Linked DNA regions of Zea mays: regions 2 and 3 are each linked to region 1. Evidence: chromatin contacts called from public Hi-C data. All regions are on one chromosome and are shown on one strand. The core of a region is the stretch at or near the end of the contact, and the rest is flanking DNA. Distances in the headings are between cores, read along the strand shown.

Evidence for each region. Hi-C and Micro-C count contacts between places; a contact is called where the count stands out from the background.
Region 2: a contact with region 1 is called in a Hi-C map of tassel, with 4 times the contacts expected there. The contact joins the promoter of LOC100285019 here to the promoter of LOC100193881 in region 1. A contact is called at or near these places in 5 of 25 Hi-C or Micro-C datasets (ear, endosperm, leaf and 2 more).
Region 3: a contact with region 1 is called in a Hi-C map of ear, with 1.7 times the contacts expected there. The contact joins the promoter of LOC100277428 here to the promoter of LOC100193881 in region 1. A contact is called at or near these places in 2 of 25 Hi-C or Micro-C datasets (ear and tassel).

What each region holds. Positions count from the first base shown.
Region 1 is chr6:148,712,331-148,716,744 of Zm-B73-REFERENCE-NAM-5.0, reverse strand. It overlaps LOC100193881, which reads left to right and starts at 2,134. Exons shown (of 6, transcript NM_001415799.1): 1 at 2,134-2,568; 2 at 2,775-3,057. The coding sequence starts at 2,792.
Region 2 is chr6:148,867,222-148,871,372 of Zm-B73-REFERENCE-NAM-5.0, reverse strand. It overlaps LOC100285019, which reads left to right and starts at 1,498. Exons shown (of 14, transcript NM_001370691.1): 1 at 1,498-1,604; 2 at 1,906-1,997; 3 at 2,550-2,615; 4 at 2,969-3,043; 5 at 3,145-3,247; 6 at 3,334-3,380; 7 at 3,452-3,509; 8 at 3,659-3,708; 9 at 3,901-3,957; 10 at 4,073-4,151. The coding sequence starts at 1,911.
Region 3 is chr6:148,937,653-148,942,309 of Zm-B73-REFERENCE-NAM-5.0, reverse strand. LOC100277428 reads right to left here and starts at 1,342. Exons shown (of 2, transcript NM_001150990.1): 1 at 689-1,342. The coding sequence starts at 1,298.

The sequences.
Region 1 (4,414 bases), core at 885-3,384:
GAGGATTTGATCTCTTTGGTGTGTCTAGAATTGAATGCTAGAGCTCTTGTAGTAGTTGGGAAGTGGAAAAACTTGGATGCAATGAATGGTGGGGTGGTTGGGGTATTTATAGCCCCAACCACCAAACTTGACCGTTGGCTGGAGGCGTCTGCTCGATGGCGCACCGGACAGTCCGGTGCACACCGGACAGTCCGGTGCCCCTGCCACGTCATCACTGCCGTTGGATTCTAGCCGTTGGAGCTTCTGACTTGTGGGCCCGCCTGGGTGTCCGGTGCACACCGGACATGTACTGTTTGATGTCCGGTGCACCGGTATGGGCAAGTCTGACGTCTGCGCGCGCTGCGCGCGCATTAAATGCACCGCAGAGAGCCGTTGGCGCCGAAGAGAGCCGTTGCTCCGCTGGCACACCGGATAGTCCGGTGCACACCGGACAGTCCGGTGAATTTTAGCGGAGCGGCTGCCACGCGAAACCGAGGCTGGCGAGTTCCGGAGGCCGCGCTTCCTTGGAGCACCGGACATGTCCGGTGCACACCGGACAGTCCGGTGAATTATAGCGCGCCGGCTTCCGAGAAATCCCGAGGGTGAAGAGTTTGAGTCTGAGTCCCCTGGTGCACCGGACAGGTACTGTTCACTGTCCGGTGGCACACCGGACAGTCCGGTGCGCCAGACCAGGGGTGCCCTCGGTTGCCCCTTTGCTCCTTTATTGAATCCAAAACTTGGTCTTTTTATTGGCTGAGTGTGAACCTTTTACACCTGTATAATCTATACACTTGGGCAAACTAGTTAGTCCAAAGATTTGTGTTGGGCAATTCAACCACCAAAATTATTTAGGAACTAGGTGTAAGCCTAATTCCCTTTCAAATACCTTGGGCTTCGAGGGAGGAGTAGCGGAGAGCCGAGGTCCGCGGGAGGGGCCTGCGAGCGAGGGCGGCACATAGTGGAGTGAGTGACCCGTGAGCGGGAAGGCGACAGCAATGGAGGCCGGGAAGCCCCATGGCCATGACAGATGTGGGGGAGGAGGGTGGGGGATCCTCGGGAACCTTCCATGACGGGCGGTGCTGATATCGCGTACGGGTCCGATGGCGGGCGTTGATGGCGGGGAGTAGAGAGCACAGACGAGCGCGGCCGCGGACAGGAGGAGGCACCCGGACGTCAGGCAGAGCAGCAGGAAGAGGATGGACGTGAATGTGTGCGGGTCTCCGCACAGCACCCGCACCGTCTCCCGCAAGATCTGCAGCGCGTTCATCGCGCGGCAGACACACCCCGCCTCCCTTCTATCCTCGCCCGAGGGAGGGGACCACCTCGTCGAGCCGCCGCCATCGCGGGACCGGTTGCCCGGCCGGCCTGCGCCAGGGGCTTCTTGGAGAAGAGCATAGACAGGCCGTCGTCGCAGTCAGGGTTGCCCTCGCGGGAGTTGCCGAGGCTGTTGATTAGCGATGACGCGTTGGACAACGGCGCGTGCTGCGCCAAGACCATGGTGGTGGCCTCGCCGGCGTCGACGGAGGTGGCCACCCTCGTGCAGCACAGAGAAGACCTCGTCGTGGATGTTGTGCTTCGGATCCGCCGCCGCATAGGTCGTGGGAGGAGCACGGGCGAGGATGGAAAGGGCGCGCGTGTGGAATGGTGGAGCACGGGTGGGGATGGAAGGGGCACGGGAGGAGTATGGAAGGGGCGGGCGAGGATGGAAGGGAGTCGGGGGAGGAGGATGACGATCGGGTTTGCCGGCGGGATCACGGGCAAGGGGACGGAGGCAGGGGCGTGTAAGGAGGGGGCACGGCAGAACCGTGCACCGTCGAGCATGTGGACGCCTACACTCTCTTCTTAAGAGTAGTAGAGACTATGTTATGTTTAGTATACACTGTACCTTCAACATGTGAGGACTTGCACTGTTTCTAGTGATTCTGCGAAGGCCGCAGACAACCTGAAAACCTGACCCAAGTTAGAGGACTCTTGGATTTGGATTTGGATTTAGTAGAATCGTCATTCGTGACCCAGGAAAGGATGTTGTAATTTGAAAAGCGTGAGAAGGATCGTGGAGCATGTCGCAGCAGGCCCATTTTGTACGGCCCACTGAGGCCCATCTCAAAATCCATTAGGGTTCGACTCCCCTCACCCCGCCGGCCTTCAGTTATTATTGCGGCCTCTCTGTTTCTACGGTGGTTCTCTATTTTCTTTTCCCGCGAGTTGTTAATCCCTTCGCCGTACTCAGCTACCGCCGCCGCCGCCGCCGCCGCGTGAGTTGAGAGAACGAGAGCCAAGAAGCCAGGGAGGGACTTGAGCTTCACTTGGGAAGGGCTAGTACTGCTCCCGCCCCCGCCACGGCCGTCTGGCTGTCTGTTGCGCGACTGCGCCAGCCTGGCGGCTCTGCCCCGGGCTGCTGGCGCCGCCATTGCTTTCCCTTGGAGCCGCTGGCAGCTAAACTGGTGCCCTCGGCCGCCTTTGTGCGTTCCTCGCCACTGCGCCCGGGGTAGCTGAGGTCTGAAGACGGAGGTGTCGCCCGCCTCACGGCTCCTGCACCACGGTTTTTCTTTCTCGCATCGCCAGAGCAACAACTGCCCCCCGCCGTTGGTCAGTCCTGCGAGCTCTAGATAGTTACAAACAGTACGTATTTTTCTGGAGAATCTCAGTAATCTGCATCCTTTCTTGATCTTGTGTCAAGTCAATTCACTTGGGTTAAAAGTTTGGTTTTTCCCTCATGCTTTACATATCATGTCATCATGTCGTCGCGTTATTATTACCACCGTGCTGAAAATGTTGCACTCTCATTTGAGCAGTTTGTCCTGTGCTCAAAATGGAGGCTAATGGAGCAGTGGATCTGGAGGTTGACATTATCGGCCCAGGTGCTGCTGGTAGCAAGTTAACCTCGGTTGACGACCCTGACGCCACAGAGTGTTCAAGTTCTTTTGGGGACACTCTGTCAGGTTCGGAGGATGGTGCAAGACCTTCAGAGATTAGCGACATTGAGGTGGACTCGCCGTTCTGCCGCTACCCTTCTAATTGTGATGCTGCTGCTCTACTGGATGCAGCTGCTTCAGACAATTCGGATAGACTATTGAAGTAAGTGTTTTGGTGATTGATGCTGCTTTCAGCGGTTCAGCCGTTCTTTCCTGTCTTCTTATATAAGCCTTAAGTCTGTTGATTTAATAATTGGCTACTGCATATTGATTGACTGACTGTGCGCAATGCAAATTCTGGCAATGCATAGGTTCTATCGTTATGCCTTGTGGAATCTACTATATTTCCCTTATTCTTGAATTGTTCAACATTCCTGGATCTATCTTTAATTCTTATTCAAAAGACATGGCCTTGGTGGGCTTGCCCAAATAAAATTCCGTTCATTTGTGTTCTGTCATTATTAACCATTATTTCAAATGGACAACAATTCATGATCCTTTTTTTACTTACAAAGCGCAGAAGTTTGGGTGCCGAGAAGCTATGAGCCTCAGTTGGGTGCTTCTCTCTCATACTTAATTCTGTGCTTTGGAGCAACTGGGCTTCAACAAAGCTTGCTTTCGAGTAGTTTTTTTGGTCCCACAAAAGAACCCCAGCTTCAGGGCCAAGCCAAAAACAACCTCAATATGCCTAACAGTAACAATTGTTTGGTTCTTGTATCAATGAGGGATTAAAAAACAATATGTGAGCAGCTCAGAGTGGTATTTTGTATTTAGACAGCAGGCTGGTTTAGGTTTTCAAATATTTACAGAAACAGGGGGTAATGCATATCTGAGGTAACTTACAGTTTGCATGTAGTTTAACTGTTTAAGTCTACATGCAATGATCCCAAAAGGTTAAAGCGTGTGAAACTGTGGACAAAAAGGAATTTTTGGTTGGATCGGCATAAAATTCCTTGTGTATGTTTGCAAAATGTCTTTCAATATATATTATATCTGATACAGTATTTCAGTATTCCTCTACTGTTATCAAAATGGAACAATTTTTGCAAAATGTCTTAGTGATACAGAACAAGAATATGTAGGACCTGATGGGATTGGTTTAAATCTTAATTCAAGGGTTGGTTCCTGTATCCAATTTACACTTGTTATGTGGGCTGTAACAAGAATAGACCAGCAGTAGAGTAGTTGGTAAGTTAGATTATTAAAGGATAGTTGTTGGCTGATTGGTTAGAAATGGAGAGAAATCAGGAGATTGATTGGCTCTTGGCCTATGTAAGTCCTGCAGGGACGGCAGATTGAATTAAGTAATGAAATAATGTTCCTCCTACCTCTTTATCCTCCTATCTACTTTGTTATTCCACCATAGATCGGCGACAGCGAGGCACAGAGTCTAGGCAGCCGACCAATCATCCCTATCAGCTGCGTCAGTTTGGTCTCGCTCCTGTGCTTATTCTGCTTGGCCATAACAACGCTATCTCCAGTTTGTAACTGATTCTTTGAACAACTCCAAGCAGCTGATG
Region 2 (4,151 bases), core at 249-2,748, 160 kb before region 1:
ATTATGGAGTTTGAACCTTCGTCTCTAAGTTAACACTTCTCCGAAATGTTATCTTGAAGACGAAGGTTCCGAAAGAAGATAAAAACAAAACCATTTTAAATAGAAACATAAATGAACCATTGAATATAAAATTAAAACTCATCACATGTTTTTCAGTATTTTATTCCATCTTCCCTTTTCTTGTTCAAACAAGTTTACAAACGTACCTTCTGTTTTTGATGTGTAAAGTAGCACGAAGACACTTCACAGAACAGATATAACAAATTTGAGATCTCACATAAAAAAGGTCCCCATTGTGTGGAGCACTGTTCACCTATTTATAGGTGCGAAATACATCTTCGATAGAATTAACAATTATACCCTGAAGCTTAAACATTTAGACTATTAAATATGATAAGGGTAGCAGTTTCCTTTAGGTCTATCATCTGGTCGCCAGAATATGTGAACACCTCCCGACTTTTGTTCTAGCTTCCCTCTTCGTTTTTTATGTTGTTATCCCGAAGCTTATACCTTCGTCTTTGCTTGATTCATTCCGAAGGTGGTTTTTGCTGAAGCATCTATAATACTTTAGAGATGTATCAGAAAGCAATGGTTAATTAGTGTTTTGAGGACCTTTTCGAAGAAGACCCCCAATAATTCCCTTAGGTCCCGTTTGTTTCCTTTCATTTTGAGGAATTGGAATCTTACTATGTAATAGGCTATTTTTTAGAATGTGACATTCCACCACTTTCTAAAGTTATCGTATAAGCTTATCTCAAATTCATGGGGTGAGAGATGGAAATTGATTCTATAGATTTACATGCTATTTTTCCGATGTACAACTTATAGCACACTCTTCTACTCGCTTCGTTATAACATAAATGTAGTATATAACTATCTCTCTCATATGATTTAGGATAATATACAAATATATTACATATACAAATATATGAACTTAATTAGTTTTGTCTAAATTATAATTATTAAAATGGAATTCAATTCCAACGAAACAAACGTGGCCTTAGTGAAGTAAAGTAGTCTCAAACACCCTCTAAGGGGTGCGTTTGGTTCACCTTTCTGAATCAGATTCACTGTAAACAATCTGAAATCTCAACCAAATAGATATACAACAGAATGGATTTCTGAAAATCTACATATTTCTCTAGTTCAATTCAGAATCACCTACTATCCTAGAATTTTCAGATTCTTGTCATCCATGCTTCAAACTTTCATGCTTTTATAGAATCTATAATTGACAGTTATTTGAACTAAACAATTTTCAATTTTTCACAATCGTCAGCTTGCAACAGCTATCTCATAGCTCACAGCTAGAATCAGGTTCTCATGAATCTACAGTTAAACAAACAAACCAGATAGAACCTAAGCACCTCAGATTTCCATATTTGAAAATCGGGGTGTGGCTGGTTTCACTGTTACTCTGGACTGGGCCTGTAAAGGCCCAGCCCCAGCCCGGAAGTGATTCACCAAACGGAACTAAATCCAGGCTGCACGAATCGCAAAGCGAACAATCCACAATTCCCAGTACCCTCACGCCGGCATCCGTCGAAGCTGCTCGACCTCGACTCAAGCCTTCCTTGCTCCTTGCCGCCGTCGAGTCGTCGCAGGTGAGGCTCCGCGAACCCCTCTCCGCCCCGGAAGCCGTAGTCCTCCGGTCGAAATATAGTGTGCAATTCTGTTCCTGTAGAAGGTGCTGCTTCTTTCTCTCGAACACAGCAGGTGCTGCTTTTGGAATTATTTGCTCGTCTCGGCGTTCCGGCGCTCAGAATTGGATCCGTTCCTGGCCAGGATTACTCGTTTTAGTAGTGTAGACTTGTTCCCCAGATGCCGCACCAGTTCGGAAGTTTATTCGCAACAGTTTGCTTGGGTCTGTTCGTCCTGGTGGCTGATTCAGTATCCTTGTTGCAGGAACGATGACCCGGCGGAACGGCTGTACGATCTACGTGGGCAACCTCCCCGGCGACATCCGCGAGAGGGAAGTGGATGATCTCTTCTACAAGGTGAGTGGTTGGTTGGGTTGTGTACCGAGCTTCCCACCCTATTTTTAGGGCTTCTCGTCGAATGCTAGATCCGTGGGGAGGTTGTTGTGGTGTCAGTCAAGCCTGCGAGTATGATATGGGGAGATTAGAGGAGTGTTGGGGATGTTAGAGGAGTGTTGGGGATGTTTTCTTTATGGCTATGGCTCAATATTGCTGAAGTCGAAGAGATGCCTATGATGTAATGTAGCGTTTGCTCATATTGATATTTGCAGTTTAATAAACTCTTACTGTGAGTTTTATAATCGTCGTGTGTGTTAGACAATGCACTTGTTTTTTTCACTGTATTGTCACAATCTATTTTGGTGATGATTGAAAGTTCTGTTCGTTGTGAACTTCACCACTGCTAATTGTGTTTTGCCTTCTAACACCATCTAATCTAATATGGATGGAGCTCTGGAAGGGAAGGCAATGTGGATTGCGAATGGTCAATTTTTGTTTGTATCTCTATGACTCTACTTTGGTTGATTAACTTTCCTGGATGTTAAATTTATGTTTTACCTTCTGCTTCTGCAGTATGGACGTATAGTGGAAATTGACTTGAAAATTCCACCAAGGCCTCCTGGTTTTGCTTTTGTTGAGGTAAGTTGGCCGGTGTCTGTTTTATATGAGGGTATTTTGTACTCAATAGATTTACATCCATAATTTGTGCCAGGTTGAATGTTTTTTATCACAAACCTTGTGTTTTCAGTGGCGAATTTTTAGGAGGTTTAATACCTTCTTTTAAGGAAACTAAAAAGAATATTGCCTAAAACGTTTATTGTTCCAACATATGAACATATCTAATGTACGCAACAATGACAACCATGGAATAAATCAGTAATGCTAAGTACTCTATTAAATGTTATGCAAGGATTACTAAATTATTCTCTAAAATCAATAATCTAGGCAGCTAAGATGATGGAAGACTAACAGCACAGTGATGCATTTTGCAGTTTGAGGACGCACGTGATGCTGAAGATGCAATATATGGCCGTGATGGATACAACTTTGATGGCCATAGGTTGCGGGTTGGTGGATCTTGATGAAGACCTGTTTCATTAGAGATCTCCAGGTTACAGAGATGATAGTTATCTGAATTATTCTAATGTTATTTATAATCTATATACAGGTGGAATTAGCCCATGGTGGACGAGGCACATCTTCTTTTGATCGATCTAGCAGCTATAGCAGTGCTGGACAACGCGGTGCCTCAAAACGTTCTGATTACCGTGGTTTGTATTTTTTTATTCCCAAATTTCAAAGCTTATAACTTGAAAACTCTCTCTGTTCTTACTGTATCGGTTCATTGATTATGCAGTTATGGTTACTGGATTACCTTCTTCAGCATCATGGCAAGATCTCAAGGTTTGGTGAAGATCTAAGGTCATTAGCTATTGTTTTTGCCTTATAATCCTTAATTTTACTTTCATGTTCAGGACCATATGCGGCGAGCTGGTGATGTCTGTTTCACTGATGTGTATCGTGAGGCTGGAGGTTAATTTTGAAACGTTCTGATGTTATCAATTTATTACACATTTGGCTGACCTTTTGGATAGCATGACTGTCGTTCAAACTGTATCAAATCATATTTTAGAAGGAATGTCTATAAAAACTCGTATCTAATTTTACGTTTATGATTGCAGCAACTATTGGAATAGCTGATTATACTAACTATGAAGATATGAAACACGCGGTATGTTTTAAAGTGTTTTCTTCTTCTTCTTCTTCCCTTTAAAATAGAAGTTGTGTACTGACATGTTTTAAATAAGATTGATCACTGGAAAAGGAGAAACTTCGTGATATGTGTAATCTTTGTACCTGTCTGTGCATACTTGCATATTTCCATGAAGATATGTACTGACAACTAGTTACTTTTATCTTGTAGATAAGGAAGCTAGATGATTCTGAGTTCCGTAATGCTTTTTCAAGGACATATGTCCGGGTATGGTCATCTTTTTGTCCTGATGATTAGCAGTATTCAAATGCTGTATCGGCTCATTTGTTTCATCTCATCTCAAATGAAAATTAGCATGCTCTCATCATTTGTCTTACTAAAGGTGAGGGAGTATGATGCTAGGCGCAGCCGTTCTCGCTCCAGAGGCAGAAACCGCTCTAAGTCAAGAAGCAGAAGCCACA
Region 3 (4,657 bases), core at 93-2,592, 230 kb before region 1:
GTAATGCGGACCCGATCCCCGATCCCCTGTAGGGAATTCCTCCATTAAGGGATGAGAATGGAAAAGTTTCTTTCCTCGGATGTAAATGGGGAAAAATCTCCTCCTGGCGGGTAACCGGGGACAAGAAAGCATTCTCCGTTCTCGTTCCCCGCGGGGACCCGTTAAACTTGCACGTGACGATGTTTTCGTGTACTAGTAAATGATAAAAAATAAATAATTATCTTGTTAAAAGATCACTCATTGTATAAATGTGTTCATTTTGAAATACACATAATGATTTCTTACATCTGACAATGTGTATAAGTGACAATGTTTTGCATTAGTAACACAGTACGTATGTCCTAATTATAATTTAAGCGGGGACGGGATCCCGTCGGGGATTTATCCCCGCGTGAAACGGGGATGGGGAAGAAATATCCCCTGCAAGCATTTGTGGGGATCCCCGTGGGGAAATTTTTTCGTCGCGGGGACGGGGAGCTATTCCTCAATGGGGAATTCCCCATTGCCATCCCTAGACACCAGAATCTCAATCTACAAAGTTAACAAACTAACAAACATATTCTAAATCAAAGTGCACACAGTAATGGTGAGAACAGTGTCAATAGCTCAGATATATATGGAGAGTCGAGGATACTAAAAGCTGAAAGCAGTGACTATCCAAAGAATTGAATTCAAGGACGCTTATCACCTCCAATCACCCCGCCCCAGAACAGCTGCTGCCTCCCATCCTCCTCCTCTTCGTCGATTTCATCTCCATATCCCAGCTCCACGTCGCCACGGTACCCAGGTTCGCTCCCATATTCAGAATCGGTGACTGCTGCCTCCGCTGCAGCGCCGACCCCACCACTCCAGACACCAACCCCACCAACAGGCGACGGGCCGAACTCCGTCGCCATCGGCACGTCCCTCATCCGCACCTCCCCGACATCCGACGCCCACATCTCCCCGCTGGAGTCAGTGGCACCGCCGCCGCCACCACCACCGGCGCCGCACGTGAAATGGAAGTCGGAGCACGTGCCGGATCTCCGGCGGTCGCTGCTGCGGCCGGACACGGACCGCGAGCCCGGACCGCGGCGGCGCCGCTTGCGGAGCCCGAACCACCGGAAGGATCCGCCGCTACCGCCCCCCGAGGGGGCAGGCGTCGGAGTCTCCGCATCGGGGAGGCGGGCCGAGGAGGGGGGAGCCGTGGAGCGGTCCGTGAGACATGGCTTCTTGTGGAAAGGGTGCCAGGAGGCGACAGCCTCGGCGAGGAGGAGGTGCGGCGGGTGATGCCGAACCTGCGGGGCACGCGGTGTCATCGGCGACGGAGGTGGGGACGCGTCGGGGTTTGGGCTGGGAAGTTGGCACGGTGGTGCCGCTGATCTCATTTTGTCCGGAGGGAAGCAATGTCTGAATTTTTTTCTACTAGAAATACAAGCTATGAAAAATGCAAAAAAGAAAAACAGAAAAGACTAAATAGGAAACTTTGTCTTTTACTACTCTCATGGCCCCAGCTTCGAACACTGGAGTTGTACTAAATAATTTTAAAACAAATTTGACGAACATATAGAAAGATAAGATATACTAAACAGTTTTTTTTTTGAAGAAACCGTTTCTTATGAACACTAGATGGCGCAGGTATCTCTAGTCGTGTTATCTATCTTACCTCTTATTTTAAATTACACTATATAAATAATGCAATTTATATTTTAGTGTAAAACAATATTTTTATATGATTATATACACGATCTATTCTCCACAACTTTAAAATCCTTTTTAAGTGTGAAGCGGTCTATTTTTAGGTAAATAGCCAGAGTTGTAAAAACGTGGCTCGTACTCTTACTCCTTTAGGAGAACATTTAAATAAGAGTGACGGCAGAACATGCTTATAGAGCATATTCAATTTTATATATATATATATATATATATATATATATATATATATATATATATATATATATATATATATATATATATATATATATATATATATATATATATATATATATATATATATATATATATATATATAGGGAAGAGGTAATGGAAGCCCTGGGCTTCCCCTACTAATGGAAGCCCTAGTCAGGACGCGGTCAACCCAGCACCCGCGCAGCCATGCAGTCAACAGCCAGGAATCCAGGACGATAAGCGCGTAAGGCAATATACGAATGCATATATATATGGATAAAGATGCGTAAACCATGCATAAAGGAATCTTTTGACGCCCGAAACACGTGGAATGAATATGACACTGTGGACAGCGTTTACGACTGCATAATGACATATACTTGACAGCATAAATCATGCAATATGTGGTTCTGGTTCTGGCTCGGGCGGATTCCAGCTTAAACCGTGAGCTAAAACAGCGTAAATGAGTTCGAAATTTAGCGTAAATCCTATTTCTGTTTTGTAACAGCAAACGAGGCCTAAAATTACGGCGTGAAAATCGCGTGCAACCGATCGTGCGCGGGTCCTTGCTCGGGCCGATTCCAGCATAAACTGTGAGCTAAAACAGCGTAAATGAGTACAAAAATTTAGCGTAAATCTTATATATGTTTTGTAACAGCAAATGAAGCCTAAAATTACGGCGTGAAAATTGTGTGCAGCCGATCGTGCACGGGTTCTGGCTCGGGCGGATTCCAGCGTAAAACGTGAGCTAAAACAACGTAAATTAATACGAAATTTAGCGTAAATCATTTATCTGTTTCGTAACAACAAATAGGTCCCGAGATTACGGCGTGAAAATTATGTGCGGCCGAGTGCGCAGGTTCTGGCTCGAATGGATTTTAGCGTAAACGTGAACCTAAACATCGTAAATTAGTACGAATGTTAGCGTAAATCGTATATCTGTTTCGTAATGGCGAATGGAGCCGAAATTTACGGCGCGAAAATCGCGCGTCACCGGACATACGCGGGTTTTGGCTCGGACGGATTTATGCGTAAAACGTGAACCAAAACAACGTAAATGAGTACGAATTTTAGCGTAAATCATTCATCTGTTTCATAATAACGAATGTAGACCGAATATATCTCTCTGCGCACGAGGTTGTCATAAAATGCATCAAGAAATATCGTAAATTGGAGTAAATACAACAAGAAGTGATCTGAGGTAATTGTGGCGTAAAATGCAAGCTACCCATCTACAGGAGAACTGTTTTAGATTTTACAATAAGATATAAGAGATAATTATTCCTGTACTCAACTATGATAATGTCGTGTTTACATTTTAGTTGTTGGTACATACACGCAAAACTATGTTCCACCGTAACACCATTGTTAGCAAAAAAAAGTGAGTTCAAAAGGCTCTTCCAGCTTTCCTAATATGGAGAAAACCATCGAGGTCCATATCTGCAAACGTAACATGAACTGTTAATATGATCTTTCCTTGTTAATATGATATACTTTTCTAGCTTGTTATGACTAACATAACCTACAGTCTAAACTGAATGCACACTTGAGTTAGAAGATCAGATTACCAAAAGAAAAATCTCTTGAGTTAGAAGATCAGATTACGACGAAAAGGTGCAAATATACACACCCTGCTACATTAAAACTCAGCTCTCTTTTCATCCGAATCCTTAATCTAAAGCCATGCTACACTGAATCTCCTGCTTACCTAAGTTCACTTCAGTTTTAGACTATGCAAACAAACAGATGCATATGGCTATAAGCCCCTCTCCATCCAATTACTTGAAAAACGGTTTCATTTTTATGCAATATTGAATTATAGAAATCAATGAAGGCCCTCTCAAAATCCAGCAAAGAAATGTTTAGAAAATTAGAATCGGGCAGTGATCATAAATAGTAGTAATTGGTAAAAGTCTATCTACTATAGCATACGGCATTGACAATCACAACTAAAAATAGTATTGATAATTCAACCTGTACACATACATGAAAGATGCAAAAGTCTATTAGGAGAGGCAATAATTCCTCAAAATTGATCAAATTAGGTTACACCATGCTAATAAAAGTTTGAACAATTATTCCGATTCCAGAAAACCAAGAAACCATTCAAGCATCTTCAAACACATTATCATAACTGATAGAGGGTCGCGACAACTGAGCTGATTGAAAGTGTGGATGTACACACAGACTACCCAAATCAGAGTTATAGCCGATACAGAATTGGGGTGCCTATATCTTTTTTATATAAATCATGTAGTTGCTCCTAGGTTTGTCCAGTTTATTTAGGGGAAATATAACTTGGATCTACGTATTTACCAAAAGAACATAAAAATGTTATAGAACTGGTGGTCTACGTGTTTATAATGCGGAGCGTACACGAGATCTGGTAATTGAGCATAATAACACATTCAAATTAGCATAAAAGATGTGTTTAGGAATAAAAATCACAAGAGCAGGGCGAGATGAGTAAAGAATGCACCAGAACCAGGAGGGGCACTTGGCGATGAGGTTGTCGCCGGCGAGGATGAACCCGGGGATGGAGAGGAAGCCCTTCTCGAGGAAGACAGAAACGGTGTACGGGCCCATGACGGGAAGTTCGTAGGGCGCGGAGGCGGCGCGGGTATAGAACTGGTGGTCTACGTGTTTATAATGCGGAGCGTACACGAGATCTGGTAATTGAGCATAATAACACATTCAAATTAGCATAAAAGATGTGTTTAGGAATAAAAATCACAAGAGCAGGGCGAGATGAGTAAAGAATGCACCAGAA